3 separate regions of the Mus musculus genome follow, and all the other regions are linked to region 1. Evidence: chromatin contacts called from public HiCAR-type and promoter capture Hi-C data. All regions are on one chromosome and are shown on one strand. The core of a region is the stretch at or near the end of the contact, and the rest is flanking DNA. Distances in the headings are between cores, read along the strand shown.

Region 1 (3,995 bases), core at 590-3,089:
TGATCTTATGCAATCAGAACTCCTTGGGGAGTATCCAAGGACAAGACACCAAGAGTCTCCCCAGCATTTAACCATAACAAACACACACACACACACACACACACACACACACACACACACCATATGAAAGCTGGAACTAAAAGTCTCCATCTTGAAACTCCTGGGCCTGTGACTATGGCTGACTCTAGGAATACAGCCACACAACACTCCCAAGAATCAGGCCCAGAAAAACATGTGGTGCCAAGGAACCCAGAGGAAAAGAGAGATGTTACCTGACCACTTATCCAGGAAATTCAGGCCTCATCCTTGGCCCACAGGTATCTCTCCCCACCTCTCTCTTTCTCTATCTTTCTATTGCAAGGCAATGTCACTATCGTGTCCAGGGTTCCAGTGGACAGGCCATAGTGAATCATTGAAAGTCAACCTGGTCCTTATTTTAAAGAGACCCCACTTAGATGAGCTCAAAGCGGGGTACTAAGTCAGTAGCAAACCAGACAAGCAAAAGTGCATGGGGAAGAGGCCCAGAAAGCACAGTGGAACCTCAGCCCTCCCTCTCCAAGTCTCTGCAACAGTGGCAGGATCTGAAAGCCAAAAGATGCTCTCGTCACTGTTCAGGTTTCTTTAGCAAACAGCTTCTAAGCCACTTGTAGCCTCTGTATGAAACTCACAATTCTCTTAAGTAGTGGGATACACAACTTTGCGCATGCACACACACACACAGCCTGCTGCAAAAAGCTTTTACCGAGTAGCTTTTACCAAAAGGTCCCAGAAGTAAACACTAATTTCCCTACGATAAAATGGAATACATATAGTTTATACTCCCAGCTATATGTGAATTGCATACAGTGCCAGCAAAATCTACTCCACGTTCACCTCTGATATATAGATTCTATTAAGAAAATACTAAGGAAGAGATGACCAAAATAAAAACAAAGCACTATCAATATCAACACACACACACACACACACACACACACACGCACACACACGGGCTGGCCTAGAGTAAAACATTATTTCCCTTCCCTCCACTATGAACTGTTATTAGGTTGTTAGTCAGGCAAGGCGTTTCTCTATAGTCACATTATTGTGGCCAGACGAGAAAAATCACAAAAAGGCATCTAGAAAAGTTTACCGCACTGTGTCTTAAAAATCTGTACACACGGAGAGGGAAGGTGAGTTTACCCTGTTTAAATATGCTGGAATTAAACTCCTGCTAGCTCACATCCGTCTATTTGGGGCAAATGTACACTGCGTGCACTCCATGAAAACTGACACTCATGTTGGCAAAATACAACCCAGCTTCCTTTCTGACATGTCACATAGATTTTTTTTTAAGCTAAGCTCCAAGATTGCATATTTTGGGCCACGGAGCCTCCCGCAGCAATCAAGCTAGGTTTATTACTCCCCCCACCCCCCGCTTCCGCTCCTCACTCCCTACCCCCGCGCACCCTCCACCCCGAGCTGCCAAAATACTGGCTGCAACCTGTGTGAGGTTTGTGGGCCCCGCCAGCCTCGCAGCCTCAGGATCCAGGAGACAATGCATCGCCTGGAAAGAGGGCTTGGGGACAGGGGTGGGGTGGGGTGGAGTGGGGTGGCAGCGGGAGGGGATACCTTCACCATAGTTGCTTCGGAGACAGGAATGCAAGTCGATTGTAAGGGCAAGAAGCACTTACTCAGTTACAGCGGCGCTGCCGAAGGAATTATCCTGAAGGCTGAAACAGAAACAAGAAAACATGAGCCAAGTGCGGCCGGGGAGCCGTCTCCCTAATTGCTCTCCCGGAGTTAGAGCACCCACACAAACATGGCATTGCCAGGCAAGTCTTAGGGCTCGCCCGGCACGCTCGCTCTACCTTGGGCTGCTGTCTGCACATGCTCCTGACGACACCCCCAGCAGGGGCCCAGCGGCACCGGCGAACCACAAAGCCCAGCAGCCCGCGAGGCTGCGGGGACGATGGGGCGGGGCGCGGCGGCGCGCGACCGGGGGCTTCAGCCTCAGGAACCTGGAGCTGCTCCGCGCAACCCTGGTAGGCAGCTAGGAGCTACAGAGAGTCCAAGCTGCTTGAGCCTGCCACCTCAGCCTCAGCTGGCAATACAGATTGCGTCGTCCCCCCCACCCCCCAGTGGATACAATGCCCGCCTCCCATGGCTTGTTACCTCCCCAGCCCCCACCCCACCCTAGGGATGCAAACGAGCAAAGATGCTTCTGTCGCTTTTCCTGAAAGCATGGAGAGATCGAGAAGGAGGAGAGGGATATGGATGCTGAGTTTTGATTTATTTTCACTGTGTGTTGGTTTTTATTGCCTAGAACAAAAGGGCTCCCAAGGGCGGGCTGCATCCCGACAGGTCCGTCTGCGCTCTTGTTATTTTACTCCGCTAGAGGAAGCGCCCAGCGCAGGACCACAGAGATGTGAATGAACCTATGCAGGCGAATGTAGAATGCTTTCCAGGCCTTCGCTGATGCCTAGGACACCGTGCCAGGCGGGGAGATGGACTCCTACCCCCACAGCAGCCCCGCACCTTCACAAAGGATGGAATGACAACTCACAAACGTTGTTCCCTTTGATGGAGTCTACTTTGTTGGGGGAAGGGAGGGCCGGTCAGCCCCACCCCCACCCCGCTTTATTCTTGCTTGGAGATGTTTACCCTGCCCCGTTCCCATTGTCCATGTTTCCTGACATGTTGACCTTGACTTGGAAAGACCTGCCTCTGAATTTTGAAATACGATCACAGACTTACGTGTTGAACTATACTATGCATGTGTTCTTAATCCTACTGTCCCATGGAACTAGGTTCTAGATGGCAACGTGAAGTCTAATCACAGGATATCTTCCTGTCCTCAGATCCAAAGACTGTCACTTTCCCAAACGCCCCTGCGCTCGAGGGCTGTGGTGCCCATTCTGGGTAGTTCAGTGTGAAGAAAGACCAGCCTTTTGATTGCGTAAACATCTCCAGTGATTCATCTAGAACAGAAGGAACAATGCTTTCACCTGAAAAACAGCAGTTGATATGAATATGCTGTGGACCAGTTGAAAATATAATGAACCCTCTGAGAGGCCCAACAAGCAGCTGAAAGAGTCAGATGCAGATACTAGCACCCAACCAATGGACAGAAGCGGGGGACCCCTGTGGATGAATTGGGGAAAAGCTGGAAGAAGCTGAGGAGGAGGGCAGCCCCATGGGAAGACCAGCAGTCTCAACTGACCTGGAACCCGGAGATCTCTCAGAAACTGAGCCACCAGCCAGGCGTCATACACCAGCTGATATGAGGCGGCCAACACATATACAGCAGAGGACTGCTGGGTCTGGCCTCAGAGAAGATGCACCTAACCCTTGAGAGACTTGAGGCCCTGGGGAGTGGGGAGGTCTGGTAAAGTGAGGGGAGGGGGTGGCGACATCCTCTTGGGGGCGGGGATGGAATGGTGAGCGGGGGCGGGGTGAATGGCAGACCAGAATAAAAATAAATAAATAAATAAATTTTTAAAAAATAAAAATAAAATAAAATGAAATAATAAACGTGCTCCACAAATCCAGAGATTCAATAATGCCCAGAGGGAGGAAAAGACTAGTTCTCCACAGCCCACAAACAGAAAGGATCCAGAAAAGCTTGTAAGAACTATTCATACAGAAGAAAGACAGTCAGTTCAGTATATTATGGCTAAAAGTTAAGAATACTCTAGATTAAAACCCTGATGGAAACCACTTGGGGTTTTTAAACACTCATCCAATTCTTGATCGTATCTTCATCTGTTTTTTTTTTTTTTTTTTTTTTTTTTTTTTTTTTTTGGTAAGAGGTTTTCAAGTGCCTTTTTAAAATGAGATGTCCTGTTCACCCTGGAATGAACAATACTGATGGATATCAGCAAAGGTTCCTTTGGAGCCTTCGGCTTATCTGAACAACAGTTTGGGAAAAGTTCAAAGGGAGAAGAGGAACATTGTCACAGAGATCTGTAAGGAAGCCAGAGTATTTCCCAGGCCAGCGACAGGGTCCAGACTTC
Region 2 (3,995 bases), core at 483-2,982, 760 kb before region 1:
CCACCTCCCTTCTTCCTTCCCTCCCTTTATCCATTTTCCAATCTATATCTTCATTGAAATTGTAGTCACATATATAATGTGGTATAGTATTTACATATGACCTATGCCACTCTCCAGCAAACTTTTGTCCTGTCTATGTTAAGGTACAGAGTGACATGATACATTATGTAAGTTCTGTGTAAATAGGCTCTGTACTGTGGGTTTATTGCTTGTCTTTGTTGTTTGTTTTGCTGTTGTGACAATGTCTTGCTATTGTGCTATTGTAGCCCTGGTGAACTTGGTAGTCTATCTTATACCCCAGGCTGACCTTGGACTCATGAATCCTCCTGCTTCAGCCTCCAGGATGCTGGGATTTCAGGCGTGCACCCCTGAATCACCACAGGGCAAGCTCTGAATAGGTTGGGCACACAGCCCCCACCCCAAATATTTACAGCCAACAGCTGGCAGAACGCAGTGCTGTGGAGCCCATGGTGATGAAGGTGACTGGGTCTTGTGTTTGCCTGTTTCCCTTCTTACACAGGGGAACCCATTGAGATGACAATCTTGCTTGTAACTTGGTGCAGACAGGAGCCTGGCCAATGACTTGTAAGATGGAAATGAAAAGAAGGTCAGAGAGGGTTCTTTTCCTTCCCCGGGCAGATATTACAAGCACCTGATGAGAGATACTAGGACTATGAAAGCTATTGGGAATGGCAGCTGCCGTAGGCTGCCAGAGAGTGTACAGGGATGGCTGGAGAGATGGCTTAGTGCCTAAGAGTACTAATTGCTCTTACAGAGGCCTGGAGTTTGGTTCCCAGCACCCACAGGGCAGCTCATGACCATCCATAACTCCAGTTCCAAAGATCCAATGTCTTGTGTGGGCACATACATGTGAGCAAAACATAGGCATACACCTATACATGTATTCCACATACACACATAAAGAATGCATGGAAAGGCCCCACCAATTAAGAGGATAATTAGTAAATATCCTCTTACCCTCCTCTTATCTGATGCTCATGAATCCAAGACAGCAATTTAGAGCCTTGTCTCGGCTCTACATGTAAGTAAACCAGACACAGAGATATGTCACAGCTGGGTTAATTTATGCCTGCATGGGTTCATTTCTGTGTCCTCCATTCTCTCTTATTGATCCATTTTGTGTGTGTGTATGTGTGAGTTTGTGTGCCACTATTAAGCTTTCTGTTACTATGGATTAGTAGTATAATTTGAAATAAAATATTGTGATACTCCAGCATTGGTTTTTTGCTGCGGGTGTTGTTGTTGTTTTGGGTTTTGTTTGTTTCTTTGTTTTTGGTTAGGTTTTTATCCCCAGCTCTTTTTTTTCTCTCTTATCTAAAATATCAAATATTCTGGAAGTATCATATATTACTTCAACATTCAACAATTCAAATTTATTGATCGGTAATTTTAGGTTGAGTAGGTTTTGTGTTATAAGATGGGCTGTTTTTCATCCTGCCCCAAGCTCCCGGAATAACAACTCAGACTCAAAATATATTTACAAATACTAGGCCAACAGCCAGGGCTACACAGAGAAACCCTGTCTTGGAAAACAAAACAAAACAAAACAAAACAAGACAAAACAAAAACCTAGGTCATATAGCTAGGCTAATAATTTAAAATAACCCATTTATTCTCATCTACATTCTACAACATGGCTGGTTACCTCCGCTGTGGTACCGTGCATCTGTGCTCCTCATATCTTCCCTGGTCTCTTTCCCATGCCTGGCTCTATCCCAGAATCCTTTCTGCCTCCAGGATGTCCCACCTTCTATTCTATCCTTTCCTATAGGCCATAGGCTTCTTAATTGACAGGCAATACATCCATACAATATACAAGAGATTCTCTGGACAGTTTTGTTCCCAGTTTAAGAATCCCATGGCCAGGAGATAGCTCAGTGAATAAAGTACTTGCTATGTGAGGGCCCACAGCAGATTCCAGCACCTATAGAAGAAAAAGCTAAGCCTTGAACCCACAGCAATCCTCTTGCTTCAGCCTCCTAAGTGTTGAAATTACAAGCATGAAGCCAGGAGGTCGTGGCATATGCCTTTAATCCTAGCACTCAGGAGGTAGAGGCAAATGGATCTCTGTGGGTTCAAGGCCAAGCTGGCCTACAGAGCCAGTTTATGACAGTCAGGGGTACATAGAGAAATCCTCTCTGGAAAAAGGAAAAGAAAGAAATTGCAAGCCACACACCCAGCAATGGTCTAATGATTCACCCAATCTGTTTTGTTAGCAGGATTATTTCATGCATGGTGCACCCCCACTTCTTTAGAAACAGCATAGTTACCCCTTTGGCAGAAGCTGCAGGCTCAGCTAGTGTGCTTTTCTCCTTTCTGGTCACAAACGGGAGGTCTTAGGAATTCTGTTAAAGAGAGAAGCTGTGAAGCCGAGGAAAGGAGCCGTTATAGCTTAATTCACATCCTCAAAATGTCAGAAGCTACTGCGACCTGCAGATGCTATGTGGGCGCACATGCCTGCTACATCAGGAAGTCATTCAAACCAGGGCAGGATGCCCAGGAAAAGAGGTTTCTGGACTGAAGGGCTAAGCCACCGGACAGTTTGAAAACTGGGGACCAAGATGAACTCAATGGGAGCGAGGGAAGAAACCGAGCTTACGTTATCCCAGCGGGAACACAGGAAGGAAGCAGGTTGGAAGCAGAATTAAAAGGAGAATTACCGAGCCCCTGAATACATTATGTGTTTCCTGCAGCACAAGTCATTCAGCAACATAATGGATGATGTTCCCTACAGGTCTCCTGTGTCACAGACTTGTAACAGCATCACTGTTGAGAGAAAGTGGGGCTCTTAGCTGGGGGCCCAGTAGTAACCGTTTAAGTCACTAGGGATCTGCGCATCAGAGGAGACTGAGACTGTGGGTTCTTCTTTCTTGCTCTCTGACTTCGCAGACACTGAGGGTTGAACAGGTCTCCTCGGCCCTCGGCTTCCCACTGCAGCACCCTTCTGTGCCACACGTTCAGAAGGCAATCAAAAGGCAACGAGCCAAAACCACGAGCCAAAATGGCTGTTCTCTGGGTTTTAAGTGGAGTCCCTGAGGGATCTCGTTGTAGTCATGCAAACTTAACCATTGCTGAGTGAGATATTTATAAGGATAAGAAATCTTAGGGATGGAGAGACGGTTCAGTGGGTACGAGTCCATTGTGCAAGCTTGAGGGCCTGAGTTCAGGTCTCTACCACTCACAGAAGTTGAACATGGCCCCGTGTATTCCTATGACATAGTATTATGTATATTTGGGGGGTGGGGATGGAAGGATCCATGGCTCTTACTGGCATCAAGTAGGATACCCAATGTCCTCTCCTGGCCTCAGTGTATACATGTGGACATATATAGTCGGACATAGAAGCTTAAGTGTATCATGAGCATGCATGTACGTGCACGCACGCGCACACACACACACACACACACACACACACACACAAATCTCTCCCATCTGTCAGATCACAGGATATACCAGCATCTTGTTTTGCTTCTACAAGTGAACACATTGTAGAAAACTGAGACAATGTATAAGCTATTCCACTACAGGACTATAGCTACCAATGCCTCCTGCTATCTTCCCAGCCTTAATAAGACACATGTATATTTTTTGACCCTCACATTTGAACTTTAAAAAAAATATCTCCTATTTCTGTTATTTCCGTTCTCTAACAAGGAAGCCAATCTGTGTCATTATGAACTTTCCATGTTTGTGTAGTAATCCATCGCTTTATACATTCCGGCCTTGGAAGCTTTGCCTGATGTTTGATTCACATTGCTACATCTAGAAATCATGCTCTAGGGCTTGTATTTGTAAATGACTGATGTTCCTTTTGTAAGAAGAATGGTGTCTCAGTTAGGGTTTCCATTGCTGTGAAGAAATACCATGACCAATGCAACTCTTATAAGGGCAACATTTAATTGGGGCTGGCTACAGGTAAAGAAGTTTGGTCCATTATTATCAAGGCAGGAAGCATGGCAGTATCCAGGCAGGCA
Region 3 (3,995 bases), core at 585-3,084, 740 kb before region 1:
AAATAAACTCCCACTCTGCCACCATGGATCAAACCAATTTAGTAGCCATTTGTCTTCTTCACTGTGATGGGCTGCTCCCTCTGAATTATGAGTCAAAATTGCAAATCCTACGTCCCCTAGGGTGGTCCTGTCACAGACATAGGATAAATAGCTAATATATACAATTTGTACAGTAACTAGGGTCTTTGCCTTGACAAGCTTAACTTTGTGGTTCTGAGGCCTTTGGAGGAGGAGGAATTTGGATGGCTTTGGAGCTGTGGGCCAGAGATCCCCAGAATGCTACAAGCAGAGCTTAGTGGTTCATCCCGGGGGGGGGGGGCGGGGGACGGACGCAGAGACTGGGGTACAGACTTGTTAAGGCCGCGTTTGTGGGATTTCAGAGGGGTAAGGACTCTCTTGGGAGCCAGGCTAGAGACCATTTGTATAAGCTTCTGGCTAAAGTTCTAATGGTGTCCTGCCCATGTCCGGATAGTTTCAGGTCTGGATTGAAAAACAAATTGTTGGGCAGAAGAAACGTGATGACTGCACAGTGAGCCTACCCTGTGGCATGGTTACTGCTTTGAGATGCACGTTTTCTTTCCTCCATGTAATGCCCATCAGTCCATGGGAGCCAGGGGGCAGAATGTTAGCTTTGAACGGGAATTGCTCCCATGGGATCACGTGACTGAAAACGTGGTTCTCAGTTGCAGCCACTGTTTAGGGACGCTGCGGATCCTTTAGGAGGTGGGGCCATTCTAGAGGGAAGGCTGCAGAAGGCAGACCTTGGGGAGGGATAAAGCTTAGCCTTAGGACAATGTGCAGGCTTCAGTCGTCTTTTCCTATCATAGTCGTCCAGGGGGCAGAACTTAGGTTTTTAGACATAGAATCAGGTGTCTCTCTTTACTTGCTCAGTCATCTCACTGGCTCAACCCTTTATTTTTCAAATCTCATACGTAAAGTATCTAAAATTACATTTATCTATGTATCTAACTATCATCTATCTATCTATCTATCTATCTATCTATCTATCTATCTATCTATCTACCTACCTACTGATGCCGTTGCACATATGTAGAAGTCAGAGGACAACTTGTAGGCATTGGTCATCTCCTTTTACCATTTGGTCCTGGGATTGAACTTAGGTTGTCACGCTTGGCTATAAGCACCCTTACCTACTGAGCCATCTTGCCAGCCTTAGATCTACGGTTTAAAGGAAGAGTCTGAAGGGTGTGATGGCAGCGATTCTTTTGAGGTCACACAGTCTGTTCGAGGTCAAAGGGCGGATCTTCACATCTGGACCTCGTCATGATAGTGTAGACCTCAGCCTCACAGAACGAGCCACTGCTGGCTGTCTCTCTTTGGGAAAAAGAGTTCTCAGACGAGAGACATGAGCTTCTTGGGTGGCTAAGGCAGTGCCTGTTGGGACCAACAGAGAAACTCGGCTTGTGTTTCTGTTTTCGCTCCACTGTGGTTCATGGATTGTGATCATCCCCTGGCTGTGGGAGAATCCCAAGAGGGGAAGAGTTTACGTTCTCTGTGGGGGACTTAGTTCTTCAATCACTGCCTTGCGAACCGTGGAATATGTGACTTCTGCTGCTCCAGGCTGAGGACCATTGTGGGGCACCCTCCAGAGAAAAGATGGAGAAAGAAGGCCGAGGACTCCTGTGGGGACTGGCCCAGAAGTCACGGAGAAAGCGTGCCACTGGGATGGGAGTCGCCCTCTGGGGAGAGTGGCTGGAACCACCTAGCTTGAAAGTCCAGGGGAATCTCTGGCTGCTGAGGTTGGAGATCGGGAGGTCTGTGGTAGTTCTGGGATTCATTTTACAACGCGGACAATGAAGTAATTGATTGACTCACTGTTTGCCATTATGATTACATTTCTGTGGTTTTCCTTATGAAAATAAGAGCTAGCAGGGAGGATGGTACAATACGGAGGGAATGGCTTGGAGCCTTGCCCACCTTCACTGAGGGAACCGGGAAATGGGGTTTGAAATAAGGACAGGGAGCAGACGGCCTCTCTCACAGAGACATGGGAAACCTTGGCACCAACATCCTCCAGTTTCATGCAGAGGGACCCTGTTCCCAAGATGGAGAAATAGCAAGTGTTTAAATGTTGCTTGAATATCTAATATGGACTGGATGCTGTGCCGGGTGTTGGAAATACTACAGAAAGCAAGAGATGAGTGTCTGCCTTTTGTGATCTATAGGCCCAGAGGTACAATCTGGAAACAAACCCAGAGCCAGACTCCAGAGCCCCTGGTCACATTGGGTGATATTTTAAAAATGTCCCATCTTGTAACCTTCATCACTTAAGATTTTGCACATGTCCCTGAAGAGCTCACTGAACATCTGGGGGCTTTAGCATCTGTGCTTTGCAGACACAAAGAGGGCTGGGGAAGTGGCTCAGTGGGTACCTGATGGCCAGGCAAGTGCAAGGACCTGAGGTTGGATCCCCAGACCACACATAAATCTGTAAGCAGTAACATGTCTGTAATCCCAAAATGCTTAGGGCGAGATGGAAGGCAGAGACTGGAGAATCACTGGAAGCTTGTGGGTTAGCCTGGTATATGCTGAATGTGTGGGCTAGCCTGGCATGTGCTAAGGGGAATAACAAGAGCCAGTGCCTCCAATATGATAGAAGATAAGATCAGAAACCTGAGGTTGTCCTCCGACATTGGTAGGTGTGCCTTGTACTCACACATTCGCACTCTTACATCACACACACATGCATGCATACATACACACACACACACACACACACAGACACAGATACATACACAGACATACACAGACACATAACAGACACATACATAGATACACAGAAACATACATAGATACACACACAAAGACACAGATAAACACACAGAGACACACACAGACACAGATACACACAGAGACATATACATAGATACACATACATAGATACAAACACACAGATACACACGGATACACACACACACAGACACACACACTGACACACAGAGAAAAATAAAAGACTATATATTCACCCATTATTTATTTATGTGGTATTTACTGAGAACTTGATACATCCCATTCTTAAAGCTCACCAAACCCACAGACTAGGAAGGTTTAGCCGGGAGTAAATTTCCATCTGTCAGTGACTCTTTCTGAATATTAACCCACTGACAGCAGGCAATTCTGGACATAGTCTCTGTCATTTCGCCAAACAAAGCTAGTGTATTCCTGCAAGCACTTGGTAACCCAGCCTGGGCCCCCTTCCCTCCCTCCCTCCCTCCCTTCCTCCCTCCCTCCCTCCCTCCTTTTTTCCTTGTATGAAGCTGCTACCTTCCCACCTGGGGAATGACCTCTTACACCAGCTGAATTAACAAGAGAGAGCAAGGCCACGTAGGTGAACACTGGAGTTGGAACAGTTAACAAATTCTCCTTCTGTAGCTGCCCCAAGTTACAAAATCTATATTTTCCAAATGAGAACTCTTCCTGTGTCAAGATTTTATTGAACGCAGTGGAGGTGTGAATACTGGATTATAGCCATCAGCGTATGGGGCAAACAGAAATCTGGCTCTATCCCCAACAGGGGCCAGGGCAAGAGGGAGAAAAAGAAAAAAATGCAAGATGTCATGACTATGCTTGACACGTTCAGATTAAGCAAAGGGAGAGAGGCCAGCTTGTTATCAGAGCAAACAGTGTTATCTGCTAGCCTGCATGGGAACGCCCAATATTAACCCACTAGGACCCCAGAAGATATTTCCTCATAGCTGGGGAATCGAATTCCTCTGGCAGCTGGTTTTCAAGGCAGGAATGTGGGTCTAGCCCCTTGCCTTGTTAGAGTGGAGATTGTGAGGAGTGTATTGTTTGGGGGGTGTCTATGGGACCCCAAAGGGAAGCAACCCACTGCTGGCACTGAGATTCTTTTTATTTGCTGTCTTATGATATTTGGGACCCATACAGGGTAACTATTTAAACTCATCTATATATGAACTGAACATATATACATAAATATATGTGTGTGTATATATATATATATATATATATAT

Evidence for each region. Promoter capture Hi-C pulls out the DNA fragments that hold promoters and counts their contacts. HiCAR-type assays count read pairs that join an accessible place to other places.
Region 2: a HiCAR-type map of astrocytes shows a contact between it and region 1, with 3 times the contacts expected there. The contact joins the promoter of 1700113B09Rik here to the promoter of Fam13c in region 1. A contact is called at or near these places in 2 of 39 promoter capture datasets (cranial neural crest and hippocampal neurons), 1 of 15 datasets of contacts at CTCF or cohesin (the NIH/3T3 cell line), 4 of 115 datasets of contacts at active chromatin or transcription factors (astrocytes, embryonic forebrain, embryonic hindbrain and 1 more) and 1 of 9 other capture datasets (embryonic stem cells).
Region 3: a promoter capture Hi-C map of the 3T3-L1 cell line shows a contact between it and region 1, with 7 times the contacts expected there. The contact joins the enhancer-like site here to the promoter of Fam13c in region 1. A contact is called at or near these places in 5 of 39 promoter capture datasets (the 3T3-L1 cell line, the C10 cell line, hippocampal neurons and 1 more), 2 of 115 datasets of contacts at active chromatin or transcription factors (embryonic stem cells and stem cell-derived neural progenitor cells) and 1 of 9 other capture datasets (liver).

Annotation. Positions count from the first base shown.
Region 1 is chr10:70,438,754-70,442,748 of GRCm38.p6, reverse strand. Fam13c (family with sequence similarity 13, member C) reads right to left here and starts at 1,839. Exons shown (of 14, transcript NM_024244.4): 1 at 1,674-1,839. The coding sequence starts at 1,735.
Region 2 is chr10:71,199,482-71,203,476 of GRCm38.p6, reverse strand. It overlaps 1700113B09Rik (RIKEN cDNA 1700113B09 gene), which reads right to left and starts at 1,732. Exons shown (of 2, transcript NR_131003.1): 1 at 1,667-1,732. It overlaps Gm34328 (a long non-coding RNA gene), which reads right to left. Exons shown (of 3, transcript XR_380563.3): 3 at 2,333-2,366.
Region 3 is chr10:71,183,145-71,187,139 of GRCm38.p6, reverse strand. The region is part of intron 1 of Gm34328 (a long non-coding RNA gene); the gene reads right to left. Among named protein-coding and RNA genes, the nearest start is that of C730027H18Rik, 3.1 kb to the right of the region's middle. Within about 2 kb of position 1,834, at least 18 of the 459 cell types and tissues checked have an H3K27ac peak or open chromatin away from gene starts, as enhancers often do.